Regions from separate parts of the Mus musculus genome. Here region 1 is linked to region 2. Evidence: chromatin contacts called from public Hi-C data. All regions are on one chromosome and are shown on one strand. Each heading gives the region's core, a stretch centred on a gene start, on an enhancer-like site or on the middle of the called end of the contact. The rest is flanking DNA. Distances are from core to core; before and after follow the strand shown.

Region 1 (3,597 bases), core at 626-3,125, 140 kb before region 2:
GGAAGCCTGGTCCCAAGAGGGGTTCGCTTAGAATGAGAATGGACATTGTTCTCAGATCTCAGAGGGAGCAGTTCCCACAAGGCAAAGCCCTAGCTTCCCCTGCTTCTTACAGAGATACACCTTGACAGGTAAAGTCAAAGTTTACAACTTCTACTGGGTAAATATTTGGGGTTAGTTTCCTTAGCAGGAGAATAAGCCTCCAAGGGACTCCCAAGAGGATGATTGGGACTCTTGGATGATTGAAGCTTTTCAGGCCAGAGCAGAGGTGAATCACTAGACCCAACATCAAACATCAAACTGACAACATCAAACAATTAAATGATGCCAGGGTTGGGGGGTAGGGGGTGTAGCAGGATTCACTGCTGGAGGAGACAGTCACGGACCAGTCTTTGAAAGGGTTGGCCATCAAGTTATTTACTGTTTGATGCCTATTGGAACTACCTGCCCTTCCAATCCTCTGTAAAGCCTAGATGGTTCTTGTCACCCAAAGAAGACTATGGGACGCTGAGCCCCACTCCAAGGCTGCCTCAGGGGCGTACAGGACTCACACAGCTTACTAGGACCCACCTTTCTGTAGAAGACTCACTTCTGTTTATCAATCACTAACTCAATCCTAAGAGTAAGTAAATAAATAGATCTTCAAAGTCTTTCACTTTGGGGAACTTGTGGCAGACAAATGAGAAAGAATGGCCGAGGGAGAGACAGTCACTGAAGCACTGGCAGGAGCCAGACCACTGGTCTCTTCTCAGTTGCTAGAGTACTTTGCCTTGGGTTGCCACACATGGCTGTGGTAGTGTGGGGTAGGGGACTTAAATCAAGGAAAGCTGGCTTTTTTCCTTACAGTTCTGAAGGTTCCAAGTCCAAGATGAAGGAATCAGCAGACCTGGTTTTCTGTCCTCAGCTTGCAGGGGCCATCCTCTCCCCATGTCCCCCTCTGCTTGCAGGTGGCAGCCTCTCTTTCCCATAAGGTCCTTCTCTGTGAGTGTCTGCATCCAAACTTTCTTCCGAGCACAGCAGTCAAACGGAATTAGGGCCATCTCAGTGACCTCATCTTAACTCACTGACCTCTATGAAGACTCTGCCTGTAATCTCAGGCAGGGACACTAGGGCAGAAAGGTCCCCTGCACATGAAGCTGAGGCTCTATCGGACCACAGTGCTCTCCATGCAGAGTGGCTTTTGCCTGCTGAAGTTCCTGGAATAACAGTTTTATTTGGTAGGTCATGACCCTGCATCTGTTTCTCCTTCCCTGACTCCTTTCCAAAAATTTCCACTCATATAACCTCCTTTTTTTTTCTTTCAAGAAACAATAAAAACATATCCTTCTAAGTTTCCTGCAACTACACAGCACCATCTTTCCAGAAATTGGTTTTCTGAGAAATGTATGCCTCTAACCCATGCCACAGCCTGTCTTGATATTACTTCATTTAACCCTCTAGAAAAGACCAAGATGCAGACCATGGTGTGGCATATCTTTAATTCCAGCACTCAGGAAGAAAGACCTGGTAGAGATCTCTGAGTTTGAGGCCACCCTGGTCCATGGAGCAAGCTACAAGACAGCCAGTGCTACTCAGAGAAACACTGTCTTTAAAAAAAAAGTAGGTAGGAAGGAAGGAAAGAAGGAAGGAAGGGAGGGAGGGAGGGAGGGAGGGAGGGAGGGAGGGAGGGAGGGAGGGAGGGAGGGAAAGAAGGAGGGAGGAACAAAGGAAGGAAGGAAGGGAGGGAAAGACCAAGACATCTGGAACCTACCATCTTGTCAGTTGAGTGCCTCTTTCATATATTTCTCAAGACACTTTAATTTGTTGTGACCCTCTGCCAGCATCTGCCCCACCCTTAACCCAGCCCATTGAGTAACACTTGGGGAATGCATCTGAGAATGTTCTGGAAGGGTTATCACACACAGCTGTGCATTGCCACGTTCCAGCTCATCTTGCCTAAGGAAGGGTGAAGATGAACCATCGACTCACAAGGCCGAGGAGGGCAGTTCCTGGAGGGACAAAGCTTGATCATGGAAGTGGTGCTTGGTTTATGTTTGCAGTCATTTGGATTCTGCAGAACCAGATAAGAGCCAGATGTGATGCTGTACATCTGTAGCCTCCCAGAGCTGGGAGAGCAGAGATGGGAGGACCCCAAGGACTCACTGGCCAGCTAATCTAGCTAAAATAGTAAGCTTCAAGACCATTGGCAGAAACTAAGGCAACTGAGGAAGAAATTCTGTTGTCAGCCTCTAGTTTCCACTTAACATCCAAACACACATACACACACACACCCCAACATCAGAACACATATACAATGTGGGTGATAGTTTACTAATTTTATAGATGAAGAATCTCAAAGTATGAAATAACTAGGCTGTAAACACAGGGGTGGAGCCAGTATTTGGACATGAATTTGTCTACAATGAGCTTTGTTCTTGCTGTTCACACTCTCTCCCCTCCCCCATCACACTATCAAGTGTTAGCCTTTTTTTCCCTACACAGAGCACCTGTCATCCCACACTGAATTCTACTCATGACTTCTGTGTTCTCACCAACCCATTTACAGGATACAGCTATGCACCAGTGGGTGGTCCAGAGTTTAGGGAAATAAATCTCTTTGAATGAGAAATTTTTTAATAGTAAAATTACAACAGTTTAAAGCTTTCATATACAGTCCAGTTGCTCTTCTTAAAGTTATATTGGTGGTTGAAATGAAAAGGATTATCTCTTTCAAAATATCAGTGATTGCACTGAAAAGCTTTTTCTCCACTCTTCTGGTCAGTAGCAGCTATAAGTGAAGAACAGAGTCTCCCAATCTATGGGGACAAAGGTTCAGCCTCAAAGAGCCTGGCTGTGAGACATATCCAAGGCCTCTCTCTAGCTGTGGACTGGACCAGGAGGCCGCCAGAAGTCAGGCTTGAAGATATGGGTTCCCCGGGTGGCATCTAAGCCTTAGATTCCCAAACTTGCCTCTGAATTTGAGCCACCCGCTACCTTTTAAAACGTTTTTAAACTTAGTATAACTCTGTGTGTGTGTGTGTGTGTGTGTGTGTGTGTGTGTGTGTGTGTACATGATGAGGAATTACATGCCATAGTGCTCTGTGTACTTAGTTATTTCCTTCCACCTTTACATGGACTCTGGGTTCTAGGGATTAAACGCAGGCTCTCGTCTGGCCATCTTTTAAAATTATAGATGCTTGGGTATGGCTTCCACCCCAAGAGTCTGACGCCAATGCCCAGGGCGAAGCCTGAGCATCAACAGCCATGCATTGCCATACGGGGTTAATATGGAGCAGCAGGTGAAAGCCGCCCAGGCACTTTAGTGGTACAGATTACCAATAGTTGGAATGCAGGTTTTAGTGAATGAAGTTATAGCTGTGAGTTAAAATGGCTAACACGTGACTCGAACCAATAGGAAAGCTATTTATTGATCAATGACTAATAGGTTGAAAAGTAACACAATATGTATGCAATGTCATGATGTGTTTGTATGCAAATATAAACCAGTAAGCATCCCAAGATTGGGTTAGCCATCAGTGACAACTTTAGCTTTATATGTAAGCGGATGTACTGATATAATATTACTTTGAAATTAAGAATAAAATAGGTTTGTCTTGTGTG
Region 2 (3,758 bases), core at 1,020-3,519:
ACCCCACCCCATCCCCAGTTAGTGCTATGCTTCTCCAGTTCAGAATGTAAGCTCTCAGCAGGTCCTGCTGCCATACCTACCTGGGGCCACACTTTCCCACGGTGATGGTGATGAGGATGAAACCACAAACCCCAAATGAACCCTTCCTTCTCGAAGGTAGCTTGATCATGGCATTCAGCAGAGCAATAGAAAAGTAACTAAGACAGATACCCTTCGGTACAGATAGAAAGGTCGAACCCAAACTGAGTCACCCAAGAAACTGACACATTTAGATCTGTACTTTATTTAGAAAGGACATTCTTACTCCATTGCTTCCACTCTCTTCCCACACCTTTAATCATGCTACAAATGGGAGACACTGTTGCAACAGGGTGTACCAGGGTAGTGGCCAAGGAGTAAGTAATGATGGGAGACAGTTTGGCGATCTGCTAGGGAGGGGCAAGGGTCAGGGATGACTTCAGGCAGTTCCGACTTGCCCACCTGGAAGAGTTTCTGTGTCTCTTGCTGAGCTACTCAGCACTACAAGCACTCAGGCTTTGATTAGATCTTTTTCCCTAGAGGCACCCAAATCAGTGCTCACTAAGGTGTTAACCCCCACCCCCATCCCCACCCTTCTTATCTTGGGCCACTTTTCAAGCCATCTGATCTACTTTATCTTTTTTTTTCTTTCTATCTCTCATTTAAATCCTAGCCATTCAAATATATTGCTAATGATTGGTCACCTAGGAGCAGCAATTTACAAATCACACACACAAACAAAAACCCAACTTTTTCTTTGACTATTTTATTTGGAAATAAACCACCCAAGACCCTCACCACTTACATTTTAAACAGGACATTATACTGGAATGTGAACTAGTGGGTTCTGGGTCTCCTCAGGACAGACAATTTCAGTGTTGGAGGTTACTGGGTTCTAGTTTAATTGTACCTTGTAGTTACAACAAGGAGTGGGGAATCTATGTATCACTACGTTTTAAGTAGTACCATGCCTGGCTGAAGCATCAAAGTGAAGTGAGAATGGTGAACTTACAGGGCCTTTAAAACATCTTGAAGTAATAACAAGCCATAGACTGAAGCCGGGTTGTTTTAAAACATTACACAGAACTAAAACAATTGAACCAATTTGTCCTTTGTTCTTTTTATTGCGTTCCTTATTACATTAATACTGTTTTAAAAGGAAACTCAAAAGCCTCCGACTCTAGCCTAGCACCAAGCTCAGCGAAGTTGTCCTCGCGCTGGCCTGGTTTCCACGGAAAAAGTGCCTTGAGGCTCTTAAAGTGTGAAAGGAAAGGTCCCGGGGCTGAGCCCCAGGCCAGCCAGAGCTCTCGCCCCAGGTGGGAGGATCTGCCCGAAGTTTGCTAAATTTTCTGGCAGCAAGGCTGACCAGCGAACGCCTTTTCGCTCCAGAGCATCGGGCCCTTGGGGAGTCGCACTCCTCCGGGGGTCTCCACCTTTCCAAGAAAAGTCCCTCCAGGCTGGAAGCGGCCCCTGCAGGGTAGGCGAAAGAACAGGGGCGACCCGAAGTCTCCGAACAGCGCCAGCGCGCAGGCTGCAGCGCGACCCCTGTGCACAAGGCAGCGATCGCTCCTGGAGCACCGCGCTCCCCGACGTAGGGACAGGGCATCCTGGGCCGCAACACCCGCTCCACCGCCCTCTGCCCGGGAGGGGCGGCCCTTCCCGCGGGAGCGAGTGATTGACGGCCTCGCTCCCCCACTCCTCGGCTCGCCTGCGAACCCGGGCTGTGTGTTTTGGAAGCGGCGCTAGGGGCCGTAGAGCGTGTGACGCCCGGAGCGGGCCAACGCCGCCCTTCCTTCCCCCCGGGGCTCGGGCCGCAGCGAGGAGGCCAGGACAGCTAGGGCGGGGCCGCGGGCTCAGGGCGCCGGGCGGAGCGCTCAGGCGGGGTGGAGGCCCAGGGTGGAGAGCCGGGCGGGGGCCGCTCACGCCCAGCCCCGAGGCCGCGCCGCGCCTCCCGGGACAGGTCGAGCCGGCGGGGCGGCGCCCGGCTCCGGGGAATAATGAGTGTCTGTCAGGCTGGCCCCGGGTGACTGGGCGGGGCGCGGGCGGGGGCGGCGCGGGAGGCGGGGGCGGGGAAGGGCAGGGCGGGGTGCGTGTTTGCCAGTGACTCGCCGACCCCTCCGGCGGCTGCCTCCACCCAAGTGGGTGGGGACCCCTCCCAGCCCGGGCGGCTGTGGCGGCTCCCGCTGCCCCTCCCTGACCCTCCCACCCCGGCTCCCAGCCTCTACTTACCCCGCCAGCCCCGGGGAGGCTCGCAGAGCGAGCGGCGCCGGCGTCATGTGACTGCCCAGAGTTGGTGCCAAGGAGCCAGAGGGGAGCGGGGAGCCGAGCCGCGCGGAGCCGCGGCCGGAGCGCAGTGCGAGCGCCACCCGAGCCAACCCCACCCGCGCGTCCGTGCGGTCGCGGTCCCTATCCCGGACGCCGTCCGGCCCGAAGCGCTTGACCTGCCGGCCCGCGGGGTTCCGGGCGCCGGGGAGCCGGGCCTGGGTTTCTTGGCCGCTGCGCTCGGCACCGCGCTTGGCAGAGTAAGTCCCCGCGCCCTCACCTTGCCGTCCTGCGCCCCGCTTTGCGCCGCATCTGCTTGCTTCTCTCTCTTTCTCTCCTTTTTTTTTTCCCTTCGGAGAAAGCAGGACGCGGAGAACGGGTTCGGGGTGCAGCGAGGGCTCCTTCGGGCTTGGGAAAGTGCTTCGGAGCTGGGGTGGAGGAGCGAGGGGGAGGGGATGGCGGGCGGGATCGTGGGATAGGGGAACTCGGTGGATTGGGAGCCCGCGGGCGGGGCTCACCTGTGTGGTCCCGGGTCCCCCGCGCTCGGTTCCCATCGGAGCCCCCGGCGCACCCCGCGAGCGGCCGCGTTGGAAGGAGCCAGGTAGCGGCGAGGCCGCGCGCCTGCTCCTCCCCCTCCCGCCTGGACTCGGGGCTCCCGCCCCCCGCCCGCGCCCCCCAGCTGCCGCCCAGCAAACTTGGAGCCCAGCCTCCAGCGCCCCTGGCGAGAAACTTGGGGGCGATTGGGACTGAAGAAGCATCCCCTTTTCCGTACCCGGAGCGCGCTAACTGCTGGGTCATTTGGCTTGTGGGGGAAGGCAGGGGGGAGGAAAAGAACCACCGAGGTTTGGAGAGACTGCCTTTGGGGACTTGGAGAGAACCTGCCGCAGTGCCTGAAGCAAAGGATTGCAGCGTGGCTAGCAGTGCAGAGCGCCTTCGGTGTTAGGGAACCGGAGCCCTGTAGGGACCACAGGACAGTGGTGTGGACCAGAACCTTTGGATAGCTTGGAGGTGGCAAATAAGAGTTGGAATTGTCATATCCATGTCTTTGGCGGATAACAGAAACACTTCTGTAAATTTTTACTGCAGTACTTACAATAGTAGTATTTTACAATAATACTAATTGAATATGAATGAGCCTTTGAATAATTCAGGTTAAATGGACACTGGATAATGTTTACCTTGTATTCTTCAAAATAAACACTTTACACAGAGTCATTGAGATTTTATTTTACACGGAGTCATGAGATTTGGTTCTAAGAACTTATATTTTTTTTCCTCTAATATTGTTGGAGATACTTTATTCTCAAGAGTGGTGTTGGGGGGGAAGTATGAATTGGTATTCTGAATTCATTTGGATTTGATATCTTGTCACTAAGCAAAATTGAGTGAACGTGGGCCAGTTAAGATAAATGAGAACTTTATGCATAAATTTGAGGAACACTTTTTATAAGAAATTCTGCTTGCATGATAACTTGCCT

Evidence for each region. A called contact is a pair of places that touch in the nucleus more often than the background predicts.
Region 1: a contact with region 2 is called in a Hi-C map of uterus. The contact joins the enhancer-like site here to the promoter of Klf3 in region 2. A contact is called at or near these places in 23 of 39 promoter capture datasets (the 3T3-L1 cell line, 3T3-L1-derived adipocytes, the C10 cell line and 13 more), 1 of 15 datasets of contacts at CTCF or cohesin (CD8 T cells), 48 of 484 Hi-C or Micro-C datasets (the 3T3-L1 cell line, 3T3-L1-derived adipocytes, B cells and 36 more), 42 of 115 datasets of contacts at active chromatin or transcription factors (CD8 T cells, DN3 thymocytes, the SCID.adh cell line and 29 more) and 5 of 9 other capture datasets (adipose tissue, bone marrow-derived macrophages, embryonic stem cells and 2 more).

What each region holds. Positions count from the first base shown.
Region 1 is chr5:64,665,281-64,668,877 of GRCm38.p6, forward strand. No RefSeq gene overlaps it. Among named protein-coding and RNA genes, the nearest start is that of Gm26761, 32 kb to the right of the region's middle. Within about 2 kb of position 1,876, at least 33 of the 459 cell types and tissues checked have an H3K27ac peak or open chromatin away from gene starts, as enhancers often do. A contact at or near this core is called in the C2C12 cell line, the HL-1 cell line, adipose tissue and 4 more, where this site is marked.
Region 2 is chr5:64,801,252-64,805,009 of GRCm38.p6, forward strand. It overlaps Klf3 (Kruppel-like factor 3 (basic)), which reads left to right and starts at 2,270. Exons shown (of 6, transcript NM_008453.6): 1 at 2,270-2,540. It overlaps Gm38457, which reads right to left. Exons shown (of 2, transcript XM_006504241.4): 1 at 2,799-3,758; 2 at 1,119-2,708. The coding sequence starts at 3,038. The coding sequence ends at 2,244.